Linked DNA regions of Gossypium raimondii: region 1 is linked to region 2. Evidence: chromatin contacts called from public Hi-C data. All regions are on one chromosome and are shown on one strand. Each heading gives the region's core, a stretch centred on a gene start, on an enhancer-like site or on the middle of the called end of the contact. The rest is flanking DNA. Distances are from core to core; before and after follow the strand shown. Region 1 holds the start of LOC105782708. Region 2 holds the start of LOC105781118.

Evidence for each region. A called contact is a pair of places that touch in the nucleus more often than the background predicts.
Region 1: a Hi-C map of leaf shows a contact between it and region 2, with 2.3 times the contacts expected there. The contact joins the promoter of LOC105782708 here to the promoter of LOC105781118 in region 2. A contact is called at or near these places in 2 of 2 Hi-C or Micro-C datasets (both in leaf).

What each region holds. Positions count from the first base shown.
Region 1 is chr13:35,747,695-35,752,400 of ASM2569854v1, reverse strand. LOC105782708 reads left to right here and starts at 2,450. Exons shown (of 3, transcript XR_001129893.2): 1 at 2,450-3,067. LOC105782707 (biotin carboxyl carrier protein of acetyl-CoA carboxylase, chloroplastic) reads left to right here. Exons shown (of 7, transcript XM_012607629.2): 7 at 1-211.
Region 2 is chr13:35,608,787-35,614,040 of ASM2569854v1, reverse strand. It overlaps LOC105781118, which reads left to right and starts at 3,009. Exons shown (of 1, transcript XM_012605694.2): 1 at 3,009-3,912. The coding sequence starts at 3,473. The coding sequence ends at 3,814.

The DNA of each region.
Region 1 (4,706 bases), core at 1,201-3,700, 140 kb before region 2:
AGCAGGTTGAGTTGGTGGGATTTTTCTTCCTGGTAATGTAGTTTGGATTCATTAAATGGGCAGTATTATATACTCCTAGTCTTACAGCTATAGTAAATAGTCTTTTCACTATAACTAATATCCTAGGTGTTTGGATGCGTGATGATCTTGTTGGAGTAATTAAAATATTGTTTAAGAAAAGTAAATGATTTTTAACTATTTTTGCGGAAAAGATTGGTTTGAATGAGTTTTTACCATTATAATCTTTTCAACAAAATTTTGCATCGTTAAAAATATTTTTGATTTTCTTTGCTTAGATTTCCTAAATTAGGAATAACAAAATTAGATGTTTTTACAGGAAGTACGGGATACTTCATGCTTTTTACTTTCCTTGTTCAAATAAAATGTTATTCAAACAAAGGAACAAATTGAGTTCGAACACAAAATGATTGAAAATGAATATGATTAGTCGAATAGGAAATTAAAATATAGAATTAAACTAAAATCAAATTCAAATAAAAGAAATAACAAGAAGGCCAGTAAAAAATTTTGAAATTTTAATTGGCTTTACGTATATATAAAATTGAATAAAAAAAGATGTACACATTTTGATTGAATTTGGGCAAATAATTAAACCTGGACAATAATGTGTTTAGATTTCTTTAAGATGAGTGTAAAAAATTGAAATAATAAAAATAAAAATAACGCACATTATATGAAAATTGATTTTATAAGTAATCAAAATATTAAAAATGTAAAAATTAATTAAAATTAGACAGCTATTCGTACATATTCATTCGAGTATAAAATTATAAAAATTAAAATACATTAATAATTATTAAAAATTCTAAAAAGTATATGAAATATCTAATAGGTTTTTTAAGATATAAAATAATTATAAATATTAATAAAAATAACAGAAATATGGAAAACTAAAACGTAATTAAATAAAAAAGGTTTAAAGGTTACAAAATAAAAAGTTAGTTTTAAAAGGACAAACTCGGATAATTTTAATGCATAAAATGAAGCTTAGAATCCTTTGTTTTAACTTTTTTTCGTTTTCCTAAAACATTTTATCGAAAACAATGAAAATATGTTTTTATTCTCTAATTTTCACATATTTTTATTTTCATTTTCAAAATCTTTTTAAAATTTTAACCAAATATATTTTCTTCATTATTTCCCATTTTGTAAGAAAATAGAAAAAAAAGCGATATTTGTTTCTCAAAACCAAATTTTTGTTCTTAAAAATGAAAATATTGAATAAAACGTGTTTTTGTTGAAAATTTTAAAATTATTTTAAAAATAAAAATAAAATATGTAAAAAAAAACAATAAAAGTTGTTTTCATTGTTTCCACTAAGAATGCTTTGTAAAAGTGAAATGATGAAGACAAAAGTTTTAACTTTAAATGAATTGACCCTAATTTAAACTCATATAAACATAAGAATACTCTTTTTTTCCTAATGATTTTTCAAATATTAATTTTGGTACCCTATTTCAAACCCATATGAATGTAAAAATTATTTATTTTATTTTTCATTGTAGAAAATATTTACCAAACATTTTCATTATTGAAACCAATTTTGTAGTTTAAAAAATGGAAAATGAAAACTACTTTCTGAAAATAAAATGAAAATGAAAAAAAATTCAAAAATCAAATGGAGTATTCTCATTATGTGTAAGCATTTTCTAAATTTATCAAAATATAATAAGATATAAATATATTTGTTAGTTTGTAAAATAAATGAGATTTTGGTAATTTCCTAATTGAGTTAGAACTCGGTTGAAGGGTGACAACAACTCAATCAACCCTTAATATATAGTATAGATACATAAAACCCGATGCGGGTGAAAAACATATTTTATTCCAAAAGTTCATATAACATAACAAAGAGACTTTAGTTGAAATGATAAAGTTGCTTGATGGTTGAAGTTTAAATTTTATTGTTGGTATATTTTTCTTAACTTCAAAATGTTTTATTTTAATTATAAACAAAAGATTCCTACTGGAAAATTGCTCCCTAAGCGAGCTAACCTGATTTTCCTCCTTGAATATATGCTTGAGTGAGGCGGAGGTGAAGTTAAGCATTAGAAACTTGCATTATCATCACAAATGAGATTAACAGTCACGTTTAATTTCAATATTAAAGATAAGTCGCGTGTAATTAAAATAAGTTATAAAACGGTGGAATTTCAACTCATATTAATTAGATTAATAGAACTTTAAATTTACCACTCAACTAAAGCTTCATTTTAATATTTTTTTATACGTTTTTATTTTAACTCCATTAAATTAATAATATTGATTGAGTTCGTATCACAAATTAACTCGACATCTCATTTGATTTTGTAATATATTTATGTGTTTACTCACAATTTAATTTAAAATTTCATTTTAATATTATTAATTAATTTCCAGTCATATATTTTATTATTTATTAATAAAATAAAAGAGACGTATTAAGCGCGTGTAGAGGAAAGTGGAGGACAAATCCAAACCCTTAGAAAATAACCGTTCCCTGTTCTGGTTCCCGTTTTTCTTTCTGCGTTCTCCAACCTTAAAATCAATCGAAGAGAGGAAGTTGTTTCATTTTGGGAAAAAAGTAGAGAGAAATTAAAGCCTAAACATGAGAATTCCATTTCTCTCTCTCTTTCCCGCACTTTTTCTGACTTTCTTTCTCACTGCACACTCACCCCCTTCTTCAATATACGACCACTTGAAACACAACGGCCTCCCTATAGGTCTCCTCCCTAAGGGGATTTCTGATTTCTCAATTGACCCCAACACCAACCGTTTCCACGTCAACCTAACCCATCCCTGCAACTCCGAATTCGAGATCCAGCTCCATTACGATTTCAACATCTCCGGTGTCTTGTCTTTCGGCAAGATCGCTAATTTGTCTGGTGTCTCCCAACAGGAACTCTTCTTATGGTTTCCTGTCATTAACATTCGCGTCGATGATCCAACCTCCGGTTTGATCAACTTCGATGTCGGCGTCGTTGATAAGCAGTTCTCCTTGTCCTTGTTCGAGATCCCCCGTGATTGCACCGCTTTTGATCCTAAGGGTTCCCTCTCCATTTCTCAGGTTTATTCTACTTAAAACTTTAATCTTTTCTTGCTTTTCGTTTCTTTTCCTTCAGAGGCTAGGGACGGCTTAATTTTTATTTCTTGAAGGGTTTGCTTAATTAGTACGAGTACATATTTGATTATAAGTGAAAAATAGAATAGCTCAATTCTAAGACATAAACACAAGTATTTGATTGCATATATACAAAAATAAAATGGTATTCTTTTACTTTAATGATCTCAATTTTCTGTTTTCTTTTGTTTAAGTTGCACTTATACAAGCAATTTCTTTTCTTATTTTTAGAAATGCTGGTAAGCATCACTTTTACCAGACTTAGGGCTATTCTTAGTACCGTATCTATCTAGGACATGTATATTAAAAATTCAAGTTTTTCCATATATTTGGAAGATGATATTGATTAACTAATTTGTGGTCATACACAGCTACTTTCTTGAAAAATAAAAAAAAGAGTCCAGAGTAGCATAAATTAACATAATTACTTTTTTCTATACTATCATATAAATAAGAGAGGTACTATGTAAGTTGGTGTTAACTTTTGAAATTTTTTTTTCTTTTTATGGTACAAAAGAGCTCGTAGCCTAGGAAGGGGATGCAGATTCTGGGATTTGAATCCCAAACCCATTGAATACAAAGTATGAACCATCTAGGCTAAGCTTCATGTTCATGTCAACTTGATTTTATTAAAATTCTTCCTATTACTTATTTGGCTGTGTCCTATGAATTTCTAGTAACTTTTATGTGGTTTCCTTGCATTTGACGTACTTTTGTCCTTATTCTTGTCTTTGAAAATGTTGTTCTTACACATTATTGAAGTATGGTCATTTCCATTTCTTGAGAAAGTGTTTTTATGTCTGAGCTTTATATTATCTTAATTCCCTAGTTCTTATAAGCCTATGTAATTTTATTTTCTTGAAAAATTTAGCCCTTGCAACAAATCTAATGATGGTTTAGGTTTTATTCCCTAGCTAATTGTGTTAATATCCTTTATATTTCCATAGTTCCTTGTTTAATGAATTCTGATAAGTTAGAATAATGATTTCACTTGTCGATATGTCTTCATGGTTAGCTGATACAAGGCAGTTATGCTGTTCATTTTCATAATCTTGCCTGCTTTTTTCTTAAGTGGTAATCTCGGTATACTGTAGTGGATTCTAGGTGATTCCAATGATTCTAGTTGAAGATTTTTTTTTTTTTTTGTTTCATCAAAATCATAATTACCTCCGATGTTTGAGATTTGAGAAACAGTCATCAACATATATGCAATGTTTTGATGCTGCGTACAAACAGCATTTTGTGTATAACTTCATACCTAAAATTTATGGATCTCAATATTCTGAAATATGCATCGACATACATATGCAAGCATGTTAAGAAAATCCTGACAAACATATTTTATTAGAATTTGTGTATGATCATAATAGCTTCCTTTTGTTGTTTTCAAAAAAAAAAAAAAAAAAAAGGGTTTAAAAATGGAATGTATGACATGATTTTTGTGTAAATGGTATCAGAACCTGCAATGTGCTTTAATAATGTCCTAATTGAATGTGCTAGTTTGATTTGCTTTCTCAAGACAGTAAGATGAATTAAATTGTCTTTGTCTTTGTATGTTACTCTCCTACACTGTCTCTATAATTCA
Region 2 (5,254 bases), core at 1,760-4,259:
TCTTTACCTATATTTGTTCTGACCTGAATTCTTAGACTGTTGCCTACCTCTAGCAACAAAAACGGAAGCTTTACTTCTAGACTTGTTACCCAAATCTAACGCATTATCGAGTTTTTCCTTCCTCAACAAGTTTCCCTTCACGTCCTCAAGCGAGAGTTTATCTCTACCATAAATCAGGGTCTCCCTGAAAGACTTATATGAAAAAGGCAAATAGCACAATAATATCATAGCATGATCTTCATCATCTATATTAACCTCAGCATTCTTCAAATCGTTCAAGAGAGTAACATTGAATGATGTGACCCCCAAGGTACTCACCTTTTTTCTATATGGAATGATTATAGGCGTTGTTTCAACCCCAATCAATTAGCTAGAGACTTTGTCATGTGCAGGGTTTCTAATTTTCTCCATAAGGTTGTTGTTTTCTCTAAATTGTTCATGAGACACAACTAAATTGTTGATAAAACCTTCTCATGAAGCTCATCCCATTCTAACTGATTCATATTCGTGGGTTTTTGCCCTATAACAACCTTCTTCGGACTGTTCTGAACCAGATTGCTGTCATCCGAACTTGCCATAAATTGAAACTTGTGTTCCCATTGAACTTCTCGATATCAAATCTTATTGTTGTCATCCTGAACGAGTCGATTGCGGAATTCGAACCAAGATTTGATACCAATTTTTTAGGGATAGACCCGTATAAATAACGAAATAGAAAAGGTAGAAAAGATTGAACATAAATTTTATGTGAAAAACCCCTTCGAAGAGGATAAAAACCAAGAGTAAAGGAGGCTTCGACTTTTCACTAAATGAGTAAACAAACGAGAGTACAATATGGAGAAAATAAACGTAAAAAAGCAAAACCCAAAACTCGAATACAAAGCTCTCTCAAAAACTCTCCTCAAAACTCTTCATCAAATCTCACATAAGAGATATTCTATGAACTCACTAAAACAGGGTTACAGAGACCCTCTAAATAGGCTAATATTAAAGTCCTAATATGACTAAAATATTCCTAGAGTAATCAGAGTTTAACTAGGAAAAAAAAGTCATGTTGAACTGTCAAAACATAGCTGCATAAGTTGGGAAAACGTTGTCACATTGTGACATCCATGCTCTACTCATCACGACGTCGATGCCACATTCATCTTGGGGTTTCATCGCGTCGTCTCGACTCTTCTTGTCGTGATGTCTGGCTTGTTTTTTTTCCTTCTTGAGTTGCTCGTTGATCGTCTTTCTAAGTGCCCGCAAAAGAGTGCAATAAATGTGAGGTACATCCCACAAATACAATTGTTTTTCTTTGTAAAAAAAAAATAGATTTGTTAACTGAAAGGTCTAGAAAAATAAAAATACTAAAACATATTTGATAGCTATCATTTTATAATGGAAAGGTCGAGAAATAAGTAGTAATAGTAATTAATTTAAAATATAAATTTTAGATAAATAATAATTTGACTAATATAATCAAATAAAATTAAAATGGATAAACACAAGTAATCAAATAAAAATTATCAGCTTCTTGTTTATCAAAATAAAATAAAATTGTGGGATTGATTCGTAAACTATGCATGAATTTGAAATATATGAAAATAAAATAAAGATTCAATGAATATTTGTTTTTTTTTAAAAAACCTTCTTTAATATAGACTTGAACTAAGGGATTATTAAATTTTAAGTTCCTCCATTTTCAACCTTTATTTCATTTGTTCAAACATTGGTCGTGAAAGCAATGAAATACACCTCATTTATTTATATATATTTTTATTTTTATTTTTGAAAAATCATTCTTCAAATTTCAATCAAATCCAATTTTTTTCATTGTGGAGTGATTAAAGTTTAGTTTAGATTTTCCTTTTCTTCTGGTTTTGGTTACACAGTTGAGAACAAATTGTTTAGTAGCAATTATCTTGCTGCGCAAGTTAAGGCCAATGGTGGTAAGATGTAGAATAACTATATCCTGGCGGGTCAGGCCATGTTTGCTTTTGGTTAAACTTGCAATGCAATTCAGATTAACTACAAAATGTATTAGGTCTTCCCCACTTTTTCATCAACCTCTTGTTTTAATAAATATTCATGAATCATCTTCAATTTAGATGCCTTAGATTTTAACTAACCCTGTTCGACCAAATTTACCAAATTTTAAAATTACCTCTACATTGAATTTTGTAATTTTACTTTTGTTTTATTGAATTTTTCCAATGTTAAATTTTACTACTCATTTTAATTTAAAATAATTTTAAGACAAAGTTTAATAAAAATTTATATTTTACTTTAATATATAATATTAAAATTAAATAAAAATTTATGTTTTTTTTCTTTTACCATATACCTATTTTTATTTTTCAAGTTTTATTTCATTAAATAGAAATTCTAATTTAGTTTACTAATTTTAAATATTTATAAGTTAAATTAGCGTTAGCCATTAAAATAAAATATTTGCAAGAATTTTTTATTAAATTATATTTTTAAAGTGGTAAAATTTAATTTTAAAAGTCAAAATTGGTGACAAATTTTAATAAAATTCAAAGCTCAGTGGTAAAATTCAATTATATAAAAGTTGAAAGACTAATTTATTCATAGTTTCAAAATATAATGACAAATATCAATGGAAATAAAGTATAGTAACTAATTTTAATATTTACCTATAACATAATGGTAATTTTGCCTTTTAACCTTAAATTTTAAAGAAATTCAACTTTTATTATGTGTTTAGAAAGTCAATTAATAATTAAATTTCGTAATAATTATTTATAATTTCACGTGTGTGGCATGTTTAATTAATTATTATTAGATTTGTTGAGGACCAGAATTACTCGCTCAAACTAGAAAGCTGATAGTTTTAGTATATATATAATTTTTAAAATTTAAAGATTTAATTATATTCTGAAAAAAAAAATGTTTGTGAAATTAAAATCCAATTGTAAATAGTATACTAAAATTTAGACTTCTTCACAATTATTTTACAGTTTCCAAACACGTATTTGATAATCCGTTTGCTTCGCACGCATCTAAGACAAAAAGTGGATCTGAATCTATCTTTGAACTGTTTATAGGGTGCTTATAAGATATTAGTCTAGACCTAGGCGGCCTGGATCGTATGAGATTACCTCAATAAGACACGAACTCCCCTCAGAAACAGACCGTAAACGTCGGCTGCAGTATTTAAGCGAAGAAAGCAAAGAAGAATAATAAAAAAAAAAAGTTGGGTCAGTGCCTGCCCTTGTCGACAGATATTTGACAGTTGGCTGGCTCCTGCGGTGGCGCTCTGCTCTCCCAGGCTTAACCAAATTCAAAGCAAGCGAGCAAATTTCTGCACATTTTAAATACCCACCAGAGCAGACCTTACCGCGAATTCAATATTCTATCTACCTTCCGTCGAACCTCAATGCGTATGCTTTGTTTCTCATCTTTGTTTTGAGCCGGATTCTGGCTCTGCTCTACAGCTAGCTCTAGTAGCTTTGGTCTGGGTTAAATGGCTCTACTAAGTGGTGATAATGATCATGTTATATCATCAGTTAGCGGCATCTCATATGGGTATATGGAGCACAAGAACATGATGGTGATGATGGAGAAGAGACAGCTGTTCCTGAGGAGCTACCAGTTCTGCAGGAAGAGGACCCTGACTGAGAGAATCAAGAGATCCTTGGTGGGGGTTAAGAGGGTCATGTGGCTTAGGCTACGGTCTGCCTGTAAACTCAAAAGGTTGGTCTTGTCCAGACTCCGATTTGCCTTCTTGTGTCGCGGGCGCAAGAGGAGATATATTCGTCTCAAGAACAATCATTTCCGCCACACTCACAACTCATGCTTATGGTAGGCCTAGAGCAGGACTTGGTCTCATATCAAATCTGTAGTTTTTCTATTATAATTTTGTAACTATAATTTGAATTAAATTTTTTACAGTTTCCAATTTTATATTTGTGATTTGATCTATCTGTTCCATTATTATACTTGAGTGGTGCAAAGCAATGCAATTTCAGGACGGAAAAAGGAAAGAAATTTGCTTCTCTTCTCTCCGAGACAGGGAAGATAGGCATTCAACAAAAGTCAAAACGATTGATTCCCCCCCCCCCCCCCCCACAGATCCAAGTTTGAACGGAAAGGCAAATGATAAAGTCCACTGCCCACTGGGGAAGCGTGTCTTGCATGACTTTCACTTAAAACTTTTTGAAGAAGCAGCACATGCTGTAGAAAAAAGAAATGCCACCATCATTTTCTCTCTCTTTTAACTTTCAACGTGAATGGATCGGTCATGCATATTGCATTCTGGTATCATCGTTATTCACGGCCATTATCGTTTTGCTACGAGAGCAACAAAATCAACACTTTGTCCGCCTTAGCGTGGCTAGTCCAGGTACAAAGCCAAGCCGTGTGGAAGGCACCAGCCTCAAACTCTAGAAATTCAATTATCTCAACTCTTCCCTTTTATTACCAAAAAACGAAATCATTTGCAAAGTTTATTTTGAAAATCCGCTCACAAACAAGAAAACCTTTTCTTCTCTCGACGCCCAGCCGTAGGCCCTCCACTCCATCTCCTTTCTTTCCTTTTCTTTGTATAGCAACTACCGAAGCCGAAATTCCCGTGAATATGATACAAGATATGGATAACTCTGAATTTTGTATATTTGTGTAGTTTCTATTGGTAAATTACATCCAATGTCACTAAACTATTAATAAGTTTATGTTTTGGTCATTTAACTTCAAAATGTTACAAAATGATCACCAAACTATTTGAAAATTTTCATTTACATCACTAGGCTATTAAAATTGTTTTTGTATGATTTTCTCTATTCGCATCACCTGCACCAATCAAAAGCTCTTCTTTATTTTCTCTTTTACTTTTCAATTTTTTTTTCATGAAACAACTTTGAGTGTTAAGAATCTGCGAACCAAAATCTAAACAACTTTCTTGTCTAATCTCCAACACTGGGGTGTACTTTACCCTTTTTTATAACATTAGTTTTTGTTTAAAATCATTAATGAATTTAGAAAGTAATGGAATTACAAAATATTTAACTAATTAAAATTGGTTATATTAATGTTATTTAATTTTAAAATATTTAATATTAAAAATACAAAAAATCATCATGTTTTGAATATTAATTTTAATTTTAATGATTTAAATAATGTTATTAATAAATTTTATAAGTTATATTTTATACATAATGTTAAATTAATTTGTTCTAAAATTAAAATTGTTAATAATCTATTTTTTATAATTTTATAATTACTTTTGCTCTACTTTAATAAATGAATG